2 separate regions of the Sus scrofa genome follow, and region 2 is linked to region 1. A link is a contact called in public Hi-C data. All regions are on one chromosome and are shown on one strand. Each heading gives the region's core, a stretch centred on a gene start, on an enhancer-like site or on the middle of the called end of the contact. The rest is flanking DNA. Distances are from core to core; before and after follow the strand shown. Region 1 holds the start of PANK3 (pantothenate kinase 3). Region 2 holds the start of RARS (arginyl-tRNA synthetase).

Region 1 (4,217 bases), core at 1,157-3,656:
TCATATCAGATAATAAACACTTTTTGAAGTCGTATCAGGACAGAGGTCATGACTCTCACTCAAAAAAACTGTGGGGGAGTTCCTGTCATGGCTCAGTGGTTAATGAATCTGACTAGGAACCATGAGGTTGCGGGTTCCATCCCTGGTCTTGCTCAGTGGGTTAAGGATCTGGCATTGCCACGAGCTACGGCGTAGGACTTGGATCCTGCGTTGCTGGGGCTCTGGTGTAGACTAGCGGCTACAGCTCTGATTCGACCCCTAGCCTGGGAACCTCCATATGCCCAAGAAAATGGCAAAAAAAAAAAAAAAAAAAAAAAAAAATTGTGGGAAAACAGGACCATTCAGGAATATCTAGGGCTCTGTGTGAGATGGAAGGACAGAGGGGGGAAAAAGGAGGAGGGGAGGATAAGTCTACCACTCACAGTTTCAAGTTATCAGGTCACTTATCTGAGAGCTCAGAAGAGAGTTTCTATAATAAATATAAATTAAAATACATTTCTAAATAACAAAAGTGGACCCTGGGATCAAAATAACAAAAGGAACTACAAAGCACCTATCAGACCTGGGGTCTAATCCTAAATAAACACCTTGGGCAAATAGTCTAAATACTTAACCTTTCTTCCTTATCTTTACAATAAGGATAATGACAATGCTTAAAATATAGTCATCACTTAGTGATCACTACCTATTTGAAGGCAACAAATTTAACACTTTATTTGCCTTCTTTCACCTCAATCCTCATTGTGATGAAATGTAGGCACCATTATTTCCTACAATGAGAATCAAACAGATTAAGTAATTTGCCCAACTTTTTTTTTTTTTTTTTTTTTTTTTTTTTTTTTTTTTTTTTTTTTGCTTTTTTAGAGCGGAACAGGTGGCATATGTAAGTTCCCAGGCTAGGGGTTGAATGAGAGCACTGCTGGCCTTTGCCACAGCCACAGCAACGTGGGATTCGAGCCCAGTCTGTGGTCTACACCACAGCTTGTGATGATGCTGGATCTTTCACTCACTGATCGAGGCCAGGGACTGAACGTTGCATCCTCATGGATACCAGTTAGGTTCATTACCTCTGAGCCACATTGAGAACTCCTCGACTTTGTAACCAAGTTGTCCAAACAAAACGATATGGGAATTCAACTTTGAGTTACATTTCAAAGGGTGGTTGTGAGTACTACATTTAAGTTAAAAATTTAAAAGTAAAGAAAGCACTCTGTAAAGTGCTAACTCTTAGTACAAAATCCCTAAATGATGGTTTGTGTCCCTTCCAGTCCTTACTCAAAACCCTTGTCATATCCTCCACAAAGAAGGGGCCATAAAGCTCAATCCTCCATTGCCGACTCTCAAACCACCTATTTCGAAGTCACTAAATTCCTGGTCAGCTAACTGGAGGAGGGGAAGCCAGAAGACTTCCGTTCCATTCCAGCTGTAAGACTCAGAATCTAGGAGACGGCGGGACAAGAGTAAGAACTAGAGCGCTTAATTTTCTTCTCTAGGAATCAATTTCCTCATTGGAAGGGGAAGCTGGGCTACAAAGCCCCTTGAAGGGAACCGTGGACCCGTGGCAAAGAACACGTGCCCCACGTGTGACTTAACTTCTCAGATCTTGTCCCATCTTCGAAATTAGCAATAGATAGTGCTCGCTTTGGCAGCACAAAACTGGAATGATATACATTAGCATGGACCCTGCGCAAGGATGACACGCAAATACGTGAAGAGTTCCATACCCCTCCCAAAAAAAACCAAAAAAAAAAAAAAAAAACAGCGATGGACAATAAATGCACGCACTTTACAAAGTTATTGAATTAACTTAAATAATTCCCCAAAAGTGTTTATCATCATTACCGTATACTATTATGATAATCATTATTCCAACACCAGCTTTGGAGGTGTCTCAATTAAGCCAGGGGATTCCTTCGAGGATGACTTTAATTTGCAAACGCACTCACTGGTTTGTCTAAAGAGCGGCTCTAGAGCCCCGTATTTAGAGCCCTCCTTGGCACAATAACCACGTTTTTTTGCCTCTAGAGGAAGTCTGCCACTTGCAAAACAGCCATTACAACACAAGCAAGACGTCCCCTTCTCCTTCTTTCTCGCCGACTGGGCGAGGCTTGAGCTCTAGACTTCCGCAGCCCGCCCACATCAGCCACTATTGGTCTCCTAGCCGCTGGCGTGATTAAGGCCCCGCCCCCTCCTCTCTGGGGCCACTCTGAGGCGATCCCCGGAAGCGGAGGGGACTGGGAGGAGGAGCCGCGATGCATCCTGGGTTTTGTAGTCCATCTGTACCGCTGCAGCCTGAGAGCGGGGTCTTGCGACCTGGGGAACTACAATCCCCAGCAGCCGGCGGAGAGCGGAGAGGGGGGTGGGGTGCTCTCGTCACGTGGACGCTGGGCCTGGGCGGGCTAGTTCTCAGTGCGGCGGCGGCGGTGGCTTGGGGGACCGGGGCCTTTTGTTTGAGCGGCGGCGGGGGGCCCGGAGCGGCGAGGCCGGCGGCCTTCCCCTGCTCCCTCGGTCCCGGCCGCCCCTCGCGGGGGTGGGGGGGCCGCCCCCTGGGCCGGGCCTCGCCTCAGGCGCCGCCGCCCCGCCCTTGGCCCGCCCCGCCCGGCCCGAGGGGAGGAACCGGCCGGGCCTCCCCGCGCGGCCCAGCCACCTCCAGTCTCCGCCACTACCCTCTGCGAGTCGGACCCGAAGGCTGCCTCTCCTCTCTTAGGCCGACGCCATGAAGATTAAGGATGCCAAGAAACCCTGTAAGATGAGGGCTTGGGCCTGTCGGGTTGGGAGGGCACGTTGGGCCCCGTCTGGAAGCCTCTTGGCGGAGGGGCCTGGTTCGAAGTCGGTCGCTCCCGGTCGGCGCCCTGCACGGGATGGGGGCGGAGGGACTTTTTGAGCACTCGGTTGGAGGCTCACTCCCCATCCTCGCACCGGAGCGCTTGCCGCCCCCAGGCCTTTCCTCCCACTTCCTCCTCGAGATCTGGGAGGGAAAGGGAGAATTTTTTGTGTCGGGTTTTGCCAAGCAAGACGAGATCTACCAGACAGCGTTCCCAGTTTTCTCCGAAGTTGAAAATGGTTGGTCACGGATGTCAAATTGCGCGGGGACATTTGCCACCACCTTTTTTTTTTTTTTTAAACTGATTTCCGAGCTTTCTGCTTGTGTCCTTGAAATCTCGGTGGGTTCCTAGGAGTTGTCATTGTTGTTATAACTGAGGCTTTTAAACACACGTGTGTGGAACATACAGTGGATAATTGCCCTGGTTTGTTTTTGTTCCGAGTAACTACTAGTTCAAGTTTGTCTTTTAAAAAACACAAGTAAAGGTTAAAGTCCCTCGTATTCCCGCCAGTCAGAGCTTGCCACTAGTAATATTTTGGTAGACTACTCAAATAGAGATTTTTTTCTAGGACTTGATAGCATGTACTTTCAAAAAAAAGTTCTTTCCATATTTTAGGACAGTGGATCAACTTTTATTTGCTTCCTTTTGTTTTTAGCCTTTTCAAAACCTTTTGCTCCGGTAAGTGGAGTATTTAATCACTCGGCCTTTGTGGCTGTCTTACTTGAAATACATTCTTCTAGAGGAGCTAGGAGTGCTTTTAGCTTAGCACTGTATTGGTGTTTTGCCATATTACGGTGTCGTGTGATCCTCCTTACAGTTTTAGGAAATTTGCTATAAACCAGCACCGATATCAGCTTCGTGCGGACAGGTTTCTCGAAAACCTCCACGGAGAGGCCACATCCCAGCACTCTGAAAACTGCTCTTATTTAAACGTGAGGTAATCTGGTCTTAACTCTGCTGAGGAAATTGAATTTATTGCGCCCCATAGTACCTTCTTCCAAGGCTGCACCCACCAATTCTGTTAAATGAGGTTCAGGGCTTACTCATGGTCCTGTGTTCTTCCTTTTGCACCTGTAGGGCATACTTTAAATACTTAAAGAATCACAAACCTTGCTGATCTGGCAGTTTTACCTGCCCATTAAAACCTTTTTTTTTTAAATGATAGCTAAAGAGTTCTTGCTCAGGAGTCTGTAAAATAGTGATGTGAAGGCTTAAACTACAGTAATATAGAAACACTTCTAATTTGCATTTGCTGAATTAAATGAATCTTGAACAGATGCAGTAATGTAGAACAATTGGACATGTTCCCTCAACACATACGTTTTCTCTGCTTGTCTTCAGAGAGTTTCCTTTTAGTAAAATGAGTTTAATTATGGCAAGCGTTCTGACCCT
Region 2 (4,217 bases), core at 1,274-3,773, 99 kb after region 1:
TTTCTGGCTTGCTGTTTCCTGTTGTGTACCTTGTGCTCAGTGCTGTTACTCAGCAGGGCGAAGTATCTGTCAAAGAAACTGACCCCTCCACATTATACTCACAGAATTCTACTATTTACACATTAGAGCGAATTCTCACTATGGAAATGTGTATTAGAATATACCCTGCCTTACTGTGTTTCTTTTCCCTCCCAGCCTCTAGCACATAATAGGTATTTACTAAACTTTTGAATTGAAATAAACTTAGCAGGAAAATGAGTATGAACATGTGCAGAATAAATGCGATAATCAGAAAGGTGAGAAATGTGGGGGAATATTCCATGGAAGAGGAATTTTGTGATTTTTTTAGAAGACTCAAAGACAAAGCTCTTTCAAGTAAAACATATCAAGTAGGTAATAAAAAAAGACGTCATGGGAGCCAGGCAAGCAGAGTCTAAGATGACTAAATGTGGTCAGCTTTGGGAAAAGGCATAATGCCAGAGCAGCCTGGTTGAAATTAGAACACACACATACACAGAACAATTACAGGAGTGAGGCCATCTTCCAGAATGTGTCATCAGCAGACCTGAAAGACAGGCCAAGAAATGAAAACCCCAACTGAAGCAAGGTTAACTTGTGACCAAACTGATAAAAGTGATGGACATTGTTACAGATTATCAAATCATTAAATAATATGGCACAAGCTTATTATTAAAAAGATGTTCTGAAATTCTAAGTGGAAAAATAAAAATACAGGACATTGTAAAAATAAAATTATAAAATAACCAACTTAGGGCAGAGAAGGACTGTGGGTGTATTTTTAAATATTTCACTTTGATAAAGGCAATTATTTAAAAACGAGCTGGCCAAGCATTTAGTATGACGAAACATTTCAAAAGGCCCTGGAAAGACAACAGTGATTTCTCCATTATTTGCACCAACACTTAGTCCTAACCTGTCTAATGCAGGGAAAAAGGAGAGGGTTCTTTACTCCTGGTGCCAAATTCCTCAGGGTATTTGAGGATCTTTCAGAATCTTCAGTAACAACCGTTTTGAAAAGAGACACGACAATTCAAACTTTAGAATGAAACCAGATGGCAGAATACTCACTTTTTGAAGGATATTCAGCCGATACTTTAATTTTAAATTTTCCTCCCGCAATCGCTCCAAATTTGAAGAAGCTTCTGAACAGCTACAATTTTTCAACCGATCAATTTCAGCAGTCAGAAACTTAATCTCTTTCTCCTGTGAAAGAAAAGGCACTTCGTTCAGTCCATCCTTCAGGAATGATATCCACATGCTGTGAAACCTACTTCCTCCTCTCCACCTGGGTGTGGCGGAGGAGACAGGAATGAAGGACTTTCCCTTTGATAAGTTGCGATTATTCCTCCTTGAAATGTCTGAGGACGTTAGGATAGTATCCTTGATAAGAAAAAAGTCAAGGGTGTGTGTTGAGGGAGAGCAACAGGGGTGCTGGCATGCTGTGGCATAGGCCTCATATCAAGGCCAATAAGGGATAAGGCCAATGCAAAGAAAATAACACTTCCAACCCAACTGCATTCCTAAGGGAGAGACTCTCATTTGAATGTCAGAACATTTACCAGGGCATAAGACAGCCAAAATACACTGCCATGCGTGAGCTTATCTTACGTTCCAGGCACTGGGCTAAACACTTTTCGGAAATTATCTCTATAATTTGTATCACAACCCAATGAGAGGGTACTTACATCCCCACGGACAAAGACCCTATGACTCAGAACGCTGAAGAACTTGCCCATTTACTTGACCAACTTGTATGCCATGACAGACGTGGTATAAAGCAGCTCCTTTGAGGAGACAGGAGTCCTTCAACTACTCCCCCATTACCCCCTCCCGCCCACCCTACCTAGCCTAGAGGGTAAGGGAACTGTCACTTTCAACAAGCTATGACAGTTTCCTCCCCACGAATACTGAAGTCAAGAGAGCCAGCTCCTGCTGGATAATGAGCCACTCCATGGGCTTTTCAGGACAGCCCTTGCTCAGCATCATGGAGAGGGCGGTGGCTGAGCTGCAAACGAGTCCTGGGGCTTCCGCTCTTAGTTCACTTTCCTCTCTCCCTGTTCCCGCGCTTCCCGCGCGTGTTCCGGAAGGATGGGCACTGATCGAGACGGGGGGGGGGGGGGGACTCAACACGCCAGGCTCCAGCAGCCCCCCGGAAACGCTGGTTTGGGGAAGTCAGAGAGAAGGGGACCCTCCCTTGGTTGAATGCCAGTCGACTGGGCCTGGGGACCCTGGATTCTTCCCCTCCCACCTCTGGGAGAGCGTTCCTGGGAGGGCATTAGCCTCCGAGGCAGCGCGGGCCCGGGTCTCGGGACCCCGCTGCCCGAGTCTGAGGAAGCAGGCCGGTCCCCGCCTCGCTGCCGCCGTCCCGTCGATGCCCGGGCGGAATCTTGGGCCCTGGTCCCTGCCCTCCAAACCTTCCCAACGGCGCCACGCGGCGCTACCTGCTGCAGCAGCCGCGCGGAGCAGGCAGCGACTAAGCCGTCCATCCTCTCGCCAGCGTCCTACCCACCAACTCGCCGGAAGGGGAAGTAACAAGCCTCGCACGGAAGCGGAACCCCTCCCTCTTCGTCCCGCAAGGTCCCGCCCAGCCGTCTCAAGGCTGACGGGCTGTTGTTGTCTCTGCTGCCCCCTGGTGGAATCTAGGAGACACTGCGGGGAGAACCTCCAGGGAATTATCCGCCAGCATCCGAACCTTTAGGTTCCAATGTTGGGACAGAGGGTTTGAAGCGAATCGGATCAAAGCTGCGCTGTGTTTAACTGACTTGGGCAGAGGCATTTCGCTAAAGCCTCTGTCTCTCAAGGGCTTTATTTCACCCTTCCGTGAAATGGGTACAGAACTAACAAAATCCATTCATTCAACAGCATTTACTATGCACATTAGTATGAGGGCACTCTTTGAGGGGCTAGGACACAGGTGGAAAAAAGTCAGATAAGGTCCTTGCTTTCATAGAGGTGAGCAAAATTTGCTACTGCAAAATGTGTCTCTTTGGTGTGAGAATTATTTTAGGCTGATTATTTCATGAAACAGAAGACTCAGGAAGTCTTTCTTTTTACCTACCCCTTAGCTGCCTGAAGAATTTAAGGTGCCTGTTCCGGGAATAAAGCCATCACCAGACATATCTGCCAATTTTATGGCGGGAGTGGGTTTGGTGAGACTTGGCAGGGCCTGGAGATCAGATTCTGCTCTTGTCTCATTGTCTCTGCAAGTCTCAGCAAACACTTGTGTACCAGCCATTTGCTTTCCCAGCCCTATGTGAATTGCCTTCCTCTCCTTCGAAAACTCAAAACATTACCCCCCAAATCCTCCTCTGTCTTTGGCTGAAGATGGTATTTAATGAGGGGGGGTTGGGCCATTTGGGGAGTTCCTCAGTTGTCCTGGGTCTGAGAAAAAAGACCAAGTTTAGAAAAGAGTACACACAAACTCATGACCTGTAAATGGACTCTTCTAATGTATCCCCACAGACTCCTTAGAGAGTCTTCTATACCCCGAAGTGCATGTAGCATTCACCTAGAGCAGTGCTTGTCACAGGAATTGCTCAAAAACTGTTTCTTTTCTTTTTTTTTTGTCTTTTTTTGGGGCGGTCTTTTGAGGCCGCACTCGCTTTGGTTATGGTTAGTTGGGCTGTGCTGTGTGAGCGAGCCCGCACTCTGTCACGGCCTTAATGAGCAGAGTTCCCCAGGCTAGGATGTCCTAGTTGGAGCCTGTTGGTTGCTTGCCTGCCTACACCAGAGCCACAGCAATGCCACAGATCCGAGCCACGGTCTGCAACCTACACCACAGCTCACAGCAACGCTGGATCTTAACCCATGAGCAAGGCAGGGACGAACCCGAAACCTCATGGTTCCTAGTTCGATTCGTTAACCACTGGGCCAAGACGGGAACTCCCAAAAACTGTTTATTAATGTAATGAAGAGTGTGTGGGGGGGGTTGCAGGGGGGGTGGTTCAAGGCAGAGAGAATAGTGAATGCAAATGGTCTGAGACAGACATTTATTTGATAACAGAGAGGGGGATTGGATATGAGCATGGATGGAAAGATTTCCAAAAGCAAAGCATATAGGAATTTGTAAGTGACGGCAGAGATATTTAATTTCCTAGTGAATACAGTGGGAATGATTGGATGGGGAAGCGAAGATATCTCTCTCTCTCTCTTTTTTTTTTTTCCACTTTTTAGGGCTTCACTTGCACCATATGGAG

What was found. A called contact is a pair of places that touch in the nucleus more often than the background predicts.
Region 2: a Hi-C map of liver shows a contact between it and region 1, with 2.4 times the contacts expected there. The contact joins the promoter of RARS here to the promoter of PANK3 in region 1. A contact is called at or near these places in 1 of 5 promoter capture datasets (fetal liver), 4 of 47 Hi-C or Micro-C datasets (blood, heart right ventricle, liver and 1 more) and 1 of 2 datasets of contacts at active chromatin or transcription factors (alveolar macrophages).

What each region holds. Positions count from the first base shown.
Region 1 is chr16:55,310,927-55,315,143 of Sscrofa11.1, forward strand. PANK3 (pantothenate kinase 3) reads left to right here and starts at 2,407. Exons shown (of 7, transcript XM_003134072.4): 1 at 2,407-2,744. The coding sequence starts at 2,717.
Region 2 is chr16:55,409,553-55,413,769 of Sscrofa11.1, forward strand. It overlaps RARS (arginyl-tRNA synthetase), which reads right to left and starts at 2,524. Exons shown (of 15, transcript NM_001244260.1): 1 at 2,463-2,524; 2 at 1,090-1,224. The coding sequence starts at 2,507.